5 separate regions of the Mus musculus genome follow, and all the other regions are linked to region 1. A link is a contact called in public promoter capture Hi-C data. All regions are on one chromosome and are shown on one strand. The core of a region is the stretch at or near the end of the contact, and the rest is flanking DNA. Distances in the headings are between cores, read along the strand shown. Region 1 holds the start of Slitrk6 (SLIT and NTRK-like family, member 6). Region 2 has its middle 100 kb from the start of Gm25901. Region 3 has its middle 160 kb from the start of Gm25901. Region 4 has its middle 190 kb from the start of Gm25901. Region 5 has its middle 210 kb from the start of Gm23242.

Region 1 (2,592 bases), core at 70-2,569:
CTACATTTCCATGGGGAGAAAGACTAATTTTAAACAGTCCAGAGCACTCTGCTCAGAAGGAAGGAGCTTGTATTGGAGCCTTCCGCTTGTGCTTTGGCTCACAGAAAGTCTAAGTAATTCATAAATTACTAACAAGGAGTTTGATTTATTTCATCAACAGCAGCATCCTGAGAACCCAGTAAATATTTTCCAGATGTTAACAGCTTATTTTTTATCTTATAAGCAATTTATGCTATTTAAAATGTGCATGGTGTATTTTTAAATCTTTTCAGAAATGTATAGCTATCAAGAATCAGCCTCTATTGCCCATATCTAATATAATCTTAAAATAGCCACAACTCCAATGGCATATTTTCAGACTATATAATTTCATGACAGAACCATATAAAAGTATCATACGAAGTTCAAAGCATTGCCTAATGTGCCTATACTTGAAATTCAACCATAGCATACAGCTGTGCCTCAGAAGGCACACACTTTTAGCTTCTAACAACAAACTGCGTATTTAAAAAGAAAGAATCGCATATTATGGAATCAGCCAGCTGTTGAACTAAATGCCCACAGCTCAGGAGACAAAGCATCTGCTTCGGCATTCGCTTGGCCAGTGAACAAAGATAAAATGAGTATCCTTTAAGGAAGAGAGAGAGAGAGAGAGAGAGAGAGAGAGAGAGAAAGAGAGAGAGAGAGAGAGAGAGAGAGAGAGAGAGAGAGAGAGAGAGAGAGAGAGAGAGAGATTTTCACTGTCTTCAAGATAATACAAATATCGATATAAAAAAAAGCTGCAAACATTCCTCTTACCTGTAAAGCAGTCACTTCCTGGTGCGATATGAAATGCCCAGCTGGAAGAAGTGTCCAAAGTCAATCAGGTTCTTTATTGAAAAAGAAAACACCAACCACAGGACCACAGTGCACTTTCTCCTCAAATATCACTTTTTCTCAAGTCTCATAGCTTCAGAAAGTTAAAACATCTGGTCGAAGGCGAAACACTGAGCCCTTAATTTTCATTGAAAGTCTTGCAGGCAGAACACACACTGGAGCATCCTGAAGCCAGAGTCCCTTTCTCCCCCAATTAATATTCACAGCATACTTCACAGCTATGCTGACTTTGTTTTGCATATAGTTAACCATTGACAAGCTGCTGATCACTGTAAATAAACAAGACGCTTTGCGGAGACCCGGGGGTGTTCACTCTTGCTTTCTTTGGTTGTAGATCCAGACTGCTGTACAGCTCTCCTTCCTCTCGGTCGAGTCTTTCTAGTTAGCTCAGTTTGTTATTAGTCAGATTGCCAAGGACTGGGAGGTAGGCGTAAATAAAGAGACTTCTTGGCTTTTGACTCAGCCTTTAAGCCCTTCCCCATCAGAAGTGCTTTAATCTGCCAGTGTCATATAACACAGGAGACAGCTCCACCTTGGGACTGTTCAGTGCCTCCTATTTCTGCAAACGGTCTTTGCACTGCTTTATTTATTTATTTATTTATTTTTTATCAAATAGAGAGCAAATGAATTTTGATGGAAATGATTGCACGTGGCTTTAAATGCTTAATAATGTGTTTTGTTATGAACGAACCATGAATAATATAATGCTGAAATTGTTTCTTGCACAGCAGTATACTCAACACACACACACACACACACACTGAAACGACAAGCAGCCTTCCTGCACAATAGTTACTTCCTGTCATTTTATGCTTGGTGTTTTGAGTTGAAATTGGGCACTAATTAAATTTAAAATGTGACACAAATTGCTTCTCTGAAGAACATGGCTTTTTCATTCACCATTTAAAAATAAATCAAAAGCCTGATGTGCGACTATAGTTTTCAGGCTTCATTATTTTCCCCACTAGAGAAAATATTTTATAATGAAGCTAAAATTTGGGGCCACTGCTGCTTCTGACTTATTCAGATTTTTGTTTACAATGGAAGTGCAATTATTTTAAAAGGTATTTAAATAAATAAGATTATTTAGACTGCTTTATAAGCTGCATGTCACACACCTACGTATGAAATTATATTTACACATCAAAGTGAATCTAGTTACTTATGTAATAACTGCAGCATTTTGATTTTAATTGTATTAGCTGAGAAGAATACAAGCTCCTAAGTAGTTCATATTTTAAAAATATTTGTTTCTTCTAATCTTATACATTTTAAAATCTTTCTGAGGATTCACAAAGTTTACTTCTTTAGTTCTCTAACAGTGTGATTATAAGAACTTATTTATTTATGGCATTCCAAATGCCTGATCATTTCATTCATAAAATGAATGTATTAGATACCCATATTTGTTTCTCCAAACACATACTGTTTAGATTTCTTCTTGCCCTAAGATTACACATAACCTGACATATCACTTCAGAAAAATTCACTCTGATGATAAGTACAATATCAAAAAGCAAGAATAACAACTGGATTTTTATTCAGTTATTGACCTAAGTATACACTTAGGTCGTCCAGGATTTTATGATGATTCCTCTGTATTATGTTATCTATTCACTCTTTTATCTATTTCCTTGGCATTGTGTGTATTAAAATTGGGGCAGAGCCAAGAGGACAGGAAAAATTGTGAGAAATAGGAGGATGAAGAGTGGGCAT
Region 2 (2,592 bases), core at 68-2,567, 770 kb before region 1:
TAAGACACATGGGGGGGGGGAACTCATGTCTCCAGATGCATATGAAGCAGAGGATGGCCTTGTTGTTCATCAGTGAGAGGAGAGGCCCTTGATACTATGAAGGCTCTATGACCAAATGTAGGGGAATGCCAGGACCAGGAAGCAGGAGTGGGTGTGTTGGAGAGCAAGGGGAGGGGAGAGGGTATAGGGGGGTTTCAGAAGGGAAACCAGGAAAAGCCATAATACTTGAAATGTAAATAAAGAAAATATCTAATAAAAAAGATCTTATCAATATGTATATGACAGAAAAAAATGTGTATTTATATTCTTTAAAGAAAAAAAGCAAAAAAACAAAAGCAATGCCCCTTGGGATAATAGATATTGGTTTGCACTCAGAGCAGGTTATAAAAGTGTGAAGAGTATATTTAGTAAGGTACCATGGGCCTGTGGAACAGCATCAGAGTTTTCCATAGCAGTTACTAAGACAGCTTAAGAGAATGTGTATTGTGATGGTTAAAATATTCTGAGCATCTAATAATGAATCTATAAATGTTGACAGCAAAGTAAACCCAGATTCAATATCTAGCTGTGTAATTATTAGTGTAGAAATATGATTCATGTTTTGATGCAAAGTTGTACTAAAAAATTTACTGAGCCAGTGAAATTTTTTCTCACACCTCCACAAATGCACAATAGATTTTGAGTACCCCCATAACCCTATACACTCACTACGTAAATACATATTACACTACATGCAATAAAATATATGTTTTAATAGGATAATATTCTGTTTTAATATTTTATTATGACAAATCTTATTACATATAACAATAATTTATTGAATATGATAATGTATATTTTATGCTTGTGGTTCACATAAGGCTAATTACCACTGTGAGAATAGATGTACAAATGATTGTAAAAGAAACAAAGTTCACAGATTCTCGTTTTAATCTAGTTTATATTCACTGTAGTTATATGAACAATATTCTAAAACTGAGAATACCTTCCTTATATGTAAATACATTTACCATATTATTTTGAGGCTTAGAAAAATTGTTTAAAAGACTTTTAGCAGAGTAAACTGTTTTGCAACAAGATGATCAGGATATAGTTTGACAATGTGGATCAACAATTAACAAAAATATAATCGTTATTGTGTTGTTTGGTAGGTTTTTATGCCTTACATTTATTTTTTTTTTTACAAATAAAAGATGACTTATATTTATACCAGAATGTTAGAAGACCTTTTGACAGATTTTGATAACATTTCAAGCTGGCTAATGCTGTCTGTTCATGCCAGTGTTTAATACCATATGCCTCGCCACATGGTCAATTGTGAGAGAACACAGACAACTTCAGACAGGGTCAGACTAGTATAAGATGGATAATTGCACTCATGACACTCAATAGTGACACCCGAAATACATGCTATACTTTTCTCACACTGAGAAAATTTAATTATGAATTTAGACTGTACATTTGAAACGGATTAAAATAAAATAGTTTTCCTTGAGCAGAGGATTTAGCCTTGAAAATCCGGGTGCAATAGACTTGACTTCATTTTATGTGAACACAGACTTACTGCATAATCTCTAATGCTTCCCTTTAGAAACAAAAACAAATAGACAAAAATAGCCTAAAATGTGCCTTTTGAAAGTCCCAATTCCTGCAAAGAAACAGGGATGTGCAAGTTGTTGTTACTGAGGTGACTATTCTGTTCAGCCAGTGTGTGAGTAGTTTTATTTTTATAACCTCTAAACAATGTACTTCAATTATGTAACTGTTAAAACCTTGGCACTTTTAATCTACTAGTTCATATGAGGATGAAGAATTCAATTTTTATTATGCAATGTTAGAGAACTTTATTAGAAGGATTCCTTTTAATGACAGCATTATAGAAAGCAAGAATTTCACATTCTGTGACATTTGAATCTGGCACTTTTTTCTATAAATGTATTAGAGAAGTTATGTAACATCTAGCATATTTTCAAACAATTTATTTAAGGTTTATAAAGATTGCAAAATCTATGTGGGTTTATTAAATTATATAGTTTAGGACAATACACATTTAAAAGTATTTATTTTATGTATGTGGATGTTTAATGTGCATATATATCTTTCTATCTCTACAGTGGAAGAGAGCATCTATTCCCATGGGACTACAGCTATAGATGGTTGTGAGACACCTTGTCGTTCTGGGAATTGATCTCAAGGGTTATGAAAAAGAAACTAGTTCTTCCAACTACAGAGCCATCTCCCTGGCTCTCAATAATCCATTTTAATGCAATAAACAAAACATATGAGCATACCCAATAATAAACAATACAGTAGAATAGCAGGAAGAGCTTTTTAGTGGGTAAATGAACACAGTGATAAAGAATTGTTGTGCTGGAACAGTGGCTCAGCAGTTAGGATCACAGACTGCAATTCCAAAGGACCCTGGTTCAAATCCCAGCAACTGCTTGATGACTTACAGTTGTAAAAAAGAATTGTCTATATAAGCTTATATGAAGAACTAAGATATTTGCATACTTGAAATCCAGGACTCATTTGAAATAAAGAAACTGCTGTTCATTATTAACTTAACTGGTGATTTATAAGGATTTTTTT
Region 3 (2,592 bases), core at 47-2,546, 710 kb before region 1:
GGATGCATTATTTAAAAGAAGGTAAGAAACCAGGACCTCTGTCTGGCAGTCATATCCAGCTAAATTAGGCCATGTCTAGAACTGGTATTTTGTTGATGTGTGCTCTGGTTTGCCTCAACTTAGATCTGCCTTTGCTACACTTTACCTTCTGAGGACAAAACCCTGCAGTTAGAGATTTACCAATCCAGTTTATTTGACACAAGTATGAGAATTCTGTGTGGCGGTTAGGGAACAGCTCCAGTGTGATTATCTATAACAGTGGTTGTCAAGCTTTCTAATCTTGTGACGCTTTAAGACAGTTCCTCATTTGTCATAACCCCCAACCACATAATTATTTTTACTGCTACTTCATAATTATAATTTTGCTAGTGCTATGACTCATTATGTAAATGTCTGTGTTTTCTGATGGTCTTAGGCAACCCCTGTAGAATTCATTTGACTCCACCAAAAATCTCAACTTATAGGTTGAGAACTGATGATCTAAGAAGAATACAAAATGCAGTGGTGACATTTTTTAGCATAACTCCCAGTTGTTGGAAGGAGAGGAAGTCATTGACTAAAGGCTGCAAAGACATGTGAAGAAAATGTAGGGCCATGGTTATCAGCCCTAAGCAGGGAACTGGAACAAACCAGAACAGAGGATACTTCTAAAATACTTAAATAAAAGTCTATTAGAATCTTTCAATGGACTCAGAACAGCATCCATCTTTTGGGTACCTTATCATTTCCTTTCAACTCCAATATTGACAAAAGATCTTTGTAGGTATTAGAGTGTCTAAAATCAAAGTATGGGGTTCTTTAAATATTTGTCTTTTTGAGAGAGACAAAAGAGATTGTGAGAACAAGAAAAAAAGAAGGAAAAGGCTGAGAGAGAGAGATGGAGGAATGAAGAAAAAGAGAGGGGAAGCAAGAAAGAATATAAGGTTAATTTTTACATTAAAACAATAATACGATTCACAGGTTGGTACAACGGATGATTTCTTTATTCTTCCAATAGCATGCAGAACCTTCCATTACTATAAAGCTTACTTCAACTGAAATTTTCACATTTAATTAGTGACAGTGAGCTGATGTGCTCTCTGGTTACTTTAATTAGCATATTTCATTAGTGAGTAATTGGTAACCTAGGATATAACAACTGAATATTTAAATTTTTAACATAAGTAAACAGTAACATGATGTTTCCGTCATGTACAACTTGATCTGTTTTTGCTTCACATTGTCATCTGGAGTCCAGCTACTTGCCTGTGTGGTTTATAATCTCTGTGGATTGTTTTTTTACTCAGCCAGTCTCAGAACTCACCATCTGTGCCATATGGCAGTCATTGAGTAGGTGAAAATGGGAAATGAAACCCATAGGGCACACTCTAAAGAAACAGGAAATTGAACACATTACTTTCTACCTATATTCTTTGTCAGAGTCAAGTCACATATGGATGGATCCTGGAAAATATCATCTGTATTCTGACTGTGAATATGCCTCATTATATACAAGCATCATTGTAAGAGGATAATCTCACACGCGCTATTGTCTCGCCAGCAAGAACACACGCGTGAGAAATCGGATCCTTCTGTAGCAACTTTATTACCCCAGTTTCAACATAAAGAGGAAGACCCCAAGCACCAAAAAGGCGTTGCTTATATACACCTTAGTGTGGTGTGTCCACACCTGATTGGGTGCTCTCCCAGAGCCTCATCACCATGCCCCGGGATGGGCAGTGACTTGGCACGAATTTACTCTTACACCTGCGCACATTACTTGTTTACCAATTAAGCCACACAGGCACAGCAGAAACCGCTTCCCACAGGATAATATCAAACATATATTTATTCCACTAGATTTTGTAATTTTTAAAATGATAAAGTTAAGTCAAGCCAAAAGATATGCTGATAAAAAAATTGTTTTTCACTGAATATTTGTATATATGAGTTAATAAGATTTTGATATTATTTCACACCTACATATAAGCATGTAGTGTGTACTATCTAATACAGTTCTGAGAAATGAATAACACTTCTTTGATTTGACTGTATATTAACATAAAAATATTGTGCAGCTATTATAAGGGTCTAGGAATTTGATAAAATATAATTTTAATGTGAAATTTTAACTTGAAATTAAAGTACAGTTATGTTTTTAGCTTTATCTAAGTAATGGTAATAAATTCTATTTCAAGGTCTCCAGTTTTTTCTGGTCTTCATGTCAACAGTAGTTTTGGATGCTAGGGAGTTCAGATAGAGGTAAGATGAAAATGTGGATAATTTGATTCTCTCCTGCTACCATGCCAGTTGCAGAGACTAAGCTAAGGTCATTAAGATTGATAGCAATATCTTTCCCCATGGAGCCACCTCACAGGTTCTAATGAAACATTTCTCACAGTGAGGTAAAGTAACCTTAGCATGAGCAGTCTAGCGTGTTCTATAATTTTCATTTTTTTATTTATTCTTCTCTCATACAGTACATCCTCTCTTCAAGCCTCCCCTCCCTTCTCTCCACGCAGTATCTACCTCTGGTACCTCTACTCTTCCCTAATCCACATCTGTCCATTTCCCTTCAGAAAGCAGCAAGCCCCTCATTGGTATCAACCAAGC
Region 4 (2,592 bases), core at 30-2,529, 680 kb before region 1:
GGAATACAAAACACACTTGGAGAATGGTCAATTCCAATTATAGGCCATCAATAGAAAAGCTCATTCTTAGAATTGGAAACAATCACCCATGGAAGGAGTTACAGAGACAAAGTTTGGAGCTGAGACAAAAGGATGGTCCATCTAAAGACTGCCATATCCAGGGATCCATCCCATAATTAGCCTCCAAGCGATGACACCATTGCATACACTAGCAAGCCTTTGTTGCAAGGATGGTGATATAGCTGTCCCTTGTGAGACTAGGCCAGGGCCTAGCAAACACAGAAGTGGATGCTCACAGTCAACTACTGAATGGATCACAGGGCCCCCAATGGAGGAGCTAGAGAAAGTATCCAAGGAGCTAAAGAGATCTGCAACCCTATCGGAGGAACAACATTATGAACTAACCAGTACCCCAGAGCTCTTGACTCTAGCTGCATATGTATCGAAAGATGACCTAGTCGGCCATCACTGGAAAGAGAGGCCCATTGGTCTTGCAAACGTTATATGCCCCAGTACAGGGGAATGCCAGGGCCAAAAAATGGGAATGGGTGGGTAGGGGAGTGTGGGGGTGGGGGGAACTTTTTGGATAGCATTGGAAATGTAATTGAATAAAATACGTAATTAAAAAAAAAAAAAAAGAACACAGACCATTGGGCTGGCAAGATGGCTCAGTAGTTAAAGAGTGCCGACTGCTCTTCTGAAGGCCCCGATTTTAAATAAATCTTTTTTTAAAAAAAAGAAGAAGAAGAAGAAAAAAAAAGAAAGAAAAAAAAAGAAAGAAAAGGATTGCAACGGCATCCTTGGAGGTTCTTTGTCACAATGTTATGTCATGGCAATTTTATTTAACCTTACTTACTTATTGCATATATATTATGACTTCTGGTTTTATCTTTTTACGTGTGTATCTGCAAATGTAGCAGTATTTGTCTCTATATGTGTTTCTTATGGGTTTTGATGTAAAGAAAAATGAATGAAACAGTAGTAGACATATTTTGAAGGAAAAAAATGATCTGGGTAAATATGGTAGATATGTAAATCTGTATTCACATGTAATATACTATATCTCTACCATCTCAAAACTAAAATGCTTTGAAAAGTCATAGAAAAAAAACAAAACATGTGTCCCATTTCTAAGGTGAAAGCCACAGTAAAAGTAAATACTTTCAAAAAATAAAAAGGTACAGGAGTCAACTGCTACATAATGCTGCAAAATCATCTCCAGTCTAACCAACTAGAAAAATATCCCTATTATTCTAACTGTAATTCTTTCCTCCATAATGAAATCTGTACCACTTAATATAGACAAGAATAAATTGTCACCCCAAAGTTAACTCTATTGATAGAACTCATGTTTGCTTCTTTCCTTTCAAATTACACACTCTATGCGGTACTACACTTGCTTTGTTTGGTAATACATTTTGAAATAAATAAAAGTTGATGATAGCATGAGTTTGTCTATGAAAACTGAACAAACACCCCGTCTAGCATAAAAAGCCCTGTTCCTGATCCATTGTTGTCTGCTGTCTCTGACCATGAGAATTTCATCATAGCTAATGCTAAATGCAACTGAATGAGGAGGATCCAAGGATTAGTTGGTGGAGGCTATTTTGAGATCCACCTTCCTTAAATTTCCCTTTAAATTTACTCCTAGCCTTACTTTAACATGATGGATGGCATGTTTTGATTCTTTTCCAGTCTCCGAATTTCAGCAGGAAGCTTGCTTGCATCTGGAATTTGTAATGCAGTGATGAATCCCAGAGTTTTCTGTGCATACATGTGGCATTTCAAAGGCTTTTCAAAGAGGCGAGCAGAAAGGATCTGGGGACAGTTTCCGAGTGGCCTAGGAATCTACATGTGAGGTACTGTCTTTGAAGAAACACATGGGGCTGGAGACGTCAGAGTTCAGTGCATGTGGTATATTTTACTTTAAGAGTCAACTTAATATACAAACAGGAACCTGGAAAGAATTAGAGCCCTGGAGTGTCTGAGTTACTAAGATGGAAAATAAAGCTGTCCGTTATTTAAACATATACAGCAAAATCCATTATGATCTTTAACGCCAAGAAATGAATCAAAGAAAAGGACTAAAAAAAAGAATAAATTATGGAAAAGTATCTGAGTGCACATGCTATTTAATTCCTCAGTGTTCTGTTAAAAATGTGCCTATAATCCTCAACAATAACTTTTTTGTCTATAAACAAAATATAACATCATTTATTTTCTCACGTGCCTACATCATTTCCTGGTAGCTCTTTTGTCTGGGAAAATCTATATTAAAAGTTTGAGACCACTAGCCAATATTCTCTCTCAAAAATCTACTATACATCTGTATCTCATTGTCCTAGTAATCATTGTTTCATGAGACAGTCATTACTGTCTCCAGGAGATTTCTATAATAGAGCCATTCTAAAAGAGAAATATTATATCAATGCCCTGTGTCTTAGATTGACGGTGTATCCTTTAACCACACCCTGAAAGAAGAGGTAGGCAAACATTTCCAATTTGAAATCCTACCTGGTCTACATAACTTGATGAGACCGAAAGGACGATGTAGTATTTATGATGTGTGTGTGTGTGTGTGTGTGTGTGTGT
Region 5 (2,592 bases), core at 57-2,556, 540 kb before region 1:
TAAAATAACACAAAAACTAACCCATTATAATCAAAAAAACAACACATGCAAGGAAAAGGAGCCCAAGAAAAATGTACAAGAAACAAGAGAAGCAGTCTTATAAAAACACTAATCTGGAAGCCATAATATATACACAACCTATAAGGTAAAAAGAGAGAATAAAAATATACAAAATAAGATAAATATAAAAATAATAATTTAAAACAATATGTATCTTTAAGGAAATATTTAGATGTGACCTTGTGAAACAAGGAACCTCCTAACACTCCATTGAGGTTGTTTTCTTTAGGTCATTGAAATTTTTTTTAATTTAAAATATTTAACAATGAATTAAAATTTTAATTTCAAAAGTTACTTCAATTTTTTAACCACTAAGAACTTTTAGACATATTCATTAAAGTACAAAAATAGAAAAAATATATATATATATGTGGATGCTTTTCTGTTTTATATTTTGCAAAAGTCAAGTATTTTCTATTTAATTAGATACTTTAGCAAAATATGACTCCCCAACTTCAATATAATGGCTTTGAAATGGCTCAGAAATTATGTAGACTTCAAATACTTTCTAAAGCACTGTACTTTTAAAAGCTGAGTGCAAATTATCAAAAACATATGATGACCCTTTCTTTAAAATGAGTTTCACATGGTAAAAGCAGAGAAGAAGAAAGTCCTAGGCATAACTCCTGTAAACGTAGCCTATAAATTCCTAACACTAACACTCTGTTTTTAATTAGATTTTGTTGTTTTGTTTTGATTTGTTTTGATTTGATTTGATTTCCATGCTGAGCATGAATCACTATTCTCCTTTTCCTAGATTGAAGAGACGCTTGCTTAGAAATGTCAGGGAAATGGCAAAGTTCCTGTACTTTCATTTTGTGAGAACACTTTATAGATTATGCCTAAAAAATAAGAGCTTCCAGTAATTTTTGTCCTCTGCAAAGTGGCTATAATCCAGACATGAAAAGAAATATAGAGTATGAGTATGATTTGCAAGGAGAAACACGTTTAAACTAATATTATAGCTCCAAATTTGAAAGAATCATTACTATGAAAACTATATATACCATATAGGCTTAAAATAAGCATGGCTTCTTAGAGGCATGTAAATATGATTGTCACTAGAGACTTAAAAATGGAGAGAAGAAGGAATGATTGACTGCAGGTTTGAACTAGATGCTGAAGCCAGGACAAAAATGCAAAGAAAATATAAAGATTTCTTGGAAGCCACAGGGGCAGGGACAGAATGTAGAAACTAGAGAGTTTGAGAACACCAGGAAAACAGGTCCCTCAAAATCAAAAGCAGGGCTTATAGGGGCTCACAACTGCAGCAGCAATCATAGATTCTGCAAGGTTCTGCGCTGGTATTTCCTCTGCATGTATGTTGTGGTTTTTCAGCTTGGGGTTCTTGTGAGAGTGTTAACAGTGGGACTGCTGGTGTCTCTGAGGTTTTGTCTCCACTTGGGACCCTTTGACTCCAGCTGAGTTGCTTCATCCAGCTTTGATAGGATGCTTTGTGTCTACTCTGACTGCATCTTGCTTTGCCAGGTTTGGTTGATATCCCTAGGAAGCCTGCTTTTTTTTCTGAAGAGAGCAGTTGATCTGGCAGGCAGATGAGGCATGATATGTGTGGTTAGGATGTATTGCATGAGAGAATAAACTTTTTTAAAAGGAAAAATTGAAGACTCTTTAAAGCAAAATAAATTTGTAGTTGGATGTTTGTAGTTGAATGTTTCTATAAGACCTCCTGAAGCTGGGCCTCTGCTCAAGTCCCTGGATGAGCTGGCCAGCACCCCAGTGTCCGATAGAAAACCACACCTGTTGCAAAGTGCAAGAGCTTTTATTATCAGCTTGCTGAGGACTAAGTCCCTCCGCCTTGCAGGGCAGGGGAGTTCAACCCCTAGCAGTGAAGGTAGGGGGCTTTTAACAGCTAGCTGAGGAGTTGGGAGGAGTTGGGAAGAGTTCTTCTATTCCTGGTGTCCTTGGTGAAATTTACAAGGCAGGAGTGGGTAGTGAGTTCTTTCTGAATTTTTATCTCCGTGTCCTCGGCACAGGAAGGCAGGCATCTCTGGTTGTACAGTATAGAAACAAAAAGGCTTTTTGCTGGCTATAGAGAACAAAGAGCTTCTTTCTAGCTGTATTTTAGAGATCAGGGAAACAAGCTTGGGGAACATCCAGGGGCTTTACCTTCCAGGGAGAAACACTCTAAGTCGGGGTCTCACATTTCCACTTCCAACTCCAAATTCACCCCATACCAAATAATTGTTCTTGAGGTCAGGTGGGGTGGAGGGTGGGGCCATCCACATGGAGACAGGGGGTGGGGATGAAGTTTGGGATGTAGAGTAGTCAGTGGATGGGTCGGGTGTGGGGTGGTGAATAAAATATGGAGTGTAAAAAAAAAAGTTGTTAACTGCAAAGGAATCGAAATTATGGAGTCTCACTACACTAAGGTCCTTCACAAACATTTTACATACTTTGGTTCACATTCTACAACATGAAACTCCCCAATACAAAATTGCTATTGATTTGCCTTTAGAGTCACCACTGCCACCATTTTAGGACAATCTTTAAGGTAAAATTTCAGTGTGTGTC

Evidence for each region. Promoter capture Hi-C pulls out the DNA fragments that hold promoters and counts their contacts.
Region 2: a promoter capture Hi-C map of second pharyngeal arch cranial neural crest shows a contact between it and region 1. The contact joins the enhancer-like site here to the promoter of Slitrk6 in region 1. A contact is called at or near these places in 10 of 39 promoter capture datasets (the 3T3-L1 cell line, the C10 cell line, cranial neural crest and 6 more) and 1 of 115 datasets of contacts at active chromatin or transcription factors (craniofacial prominence).
Region 3: a contact with region 1 is called in a promoter capture Hi-C map of second pharyngeal arch cranial neural crest. The contact joins the enhancer-like site here to the promoter of Slitrk6 in region 1. A contact is called at or near these places in 11 of 39 promoter capture datasets (the 3T3-L1 cell line, the C10 cell line, HPC-7-derived erythroid cells and 7 more), 1 of 484 Hi-C or Micro-C datasets (embryonic fibroblasts) and 2 of 115 datasets of contacts at active chromatin or transcription factors (acute myeloid leukemia and embryonic limb bud).
Region 4: a contact with region 1 is called in a promoter capture Hi-C map of second pharyngeal arch cranial neural crest. The contact joins the enhancer-like site here to the promoter of Slitrk6 in region 1. A contact is called at or near these places in 7 of 39 promoter capture datasets (the 3T3-L1 cell line, cranial neural crest, frontonasal cranial neural crest and 4 more) and 4 of 115 datasets of contacts at active chromatin or transcription factors (acute myeloid leukemia, a beta-TC-6 cell line, craniofacial prominence and 1 more).
Region 5: a promoter capture Hi-C map of cranial neural crest shows a contact between it and region 1. The contact joins the enhancer-like site here to the promoter of Slitrk6 in region 1. A contact is called at or near these places in 10 of 39 promoter capture datasets (the 3T3-L1 cell line, the HPC-7 cell line, HPC-7-derived erythroid cells and 7 more), 1 of 484 Hi-C or Micro-C datasets (ventricular fibroblasts) and 2 of 115 datasets of contacts at active chromatin or transcription factors (acute myeloid leukemia and craniofacial prominence).

What each region holds. Positions count from the first base shown.
Region 1 is chr14:110,753,830-110,756,421 of GRCm38.p6, forward strand. It overlaps Slitrk6 (SLIT and NTRK-like family, member 6), which reads right to left and starts at 1,320. Exons shown (of 2, transcript NM_175499.4): 1 at 799-1,320.
Region 2 is chr14:109,983,889-109,986,480 of GRCm38.p6, forward strand. No RefSeq gene overlaps it. Among named protein-coding and RNA genes, the nearest start is that of Gm25901, 100 kb to the left of the region's middle. Within about 2 kb of position 1,318, at least 1 of the 459 cell types and tissues checked has an H3K27ac peak or open chromatin away from gene starts, as enhancers often do. A contact at or near this core is called in second pharyngeal arch cranial neural crest, where this site is marked.
Region 3 is chr14:110,046,620-110,049,211 of GRCm38.p6, forward strand. No RefSeq gene overlaps it. Among named protein-coding and RNA genes, the nearest start is that of Gm25901, 160 kb to the left of the region's middle. Within about 2 kb of position 1,297, at least 8 of the 459 cell types and tissues checked have an H3K27ac peak or open chromatin away from gene starts, as enhancers often do. A contact at or near this core is called in embryonic limb bud and second pharyngeal arch cranial neural crest, where this site is marked.
Region 4 is chr14:110,076,687-110,079,278 of GRCm38.p6, forward strand. No RefSeq gene overlaps it. Among named protein-coding and RNA genes, the nearest start is that of Gm25901, 190 kb to the left of the region's middle. Within about 2 kb of position 1,280, at least 7 of the 459 cell types and tissues checked have an H3K27ac peak or open chromatin away from gene starts, as enhancers often do. A contact at or near this core is called in craniofacial prominence, embryonic limb bud and second pharyngeal arch cranial neural crest, where this site is marked.
Region 5 is chr14:110,214,380-110,216,971 of GRCm38.p6, forward strand. No RefSeq gene overlaps it. Among named protein-coding and RNA genes, the nearest start is that of Gm23242, 210 kb to the right of the region's middle. Within about 2 kb of position 1,307, at least 8 of the 459 cell types and tissues checked have an H3K27ac peak or open chromatin away from gene starts, as enhancers often do.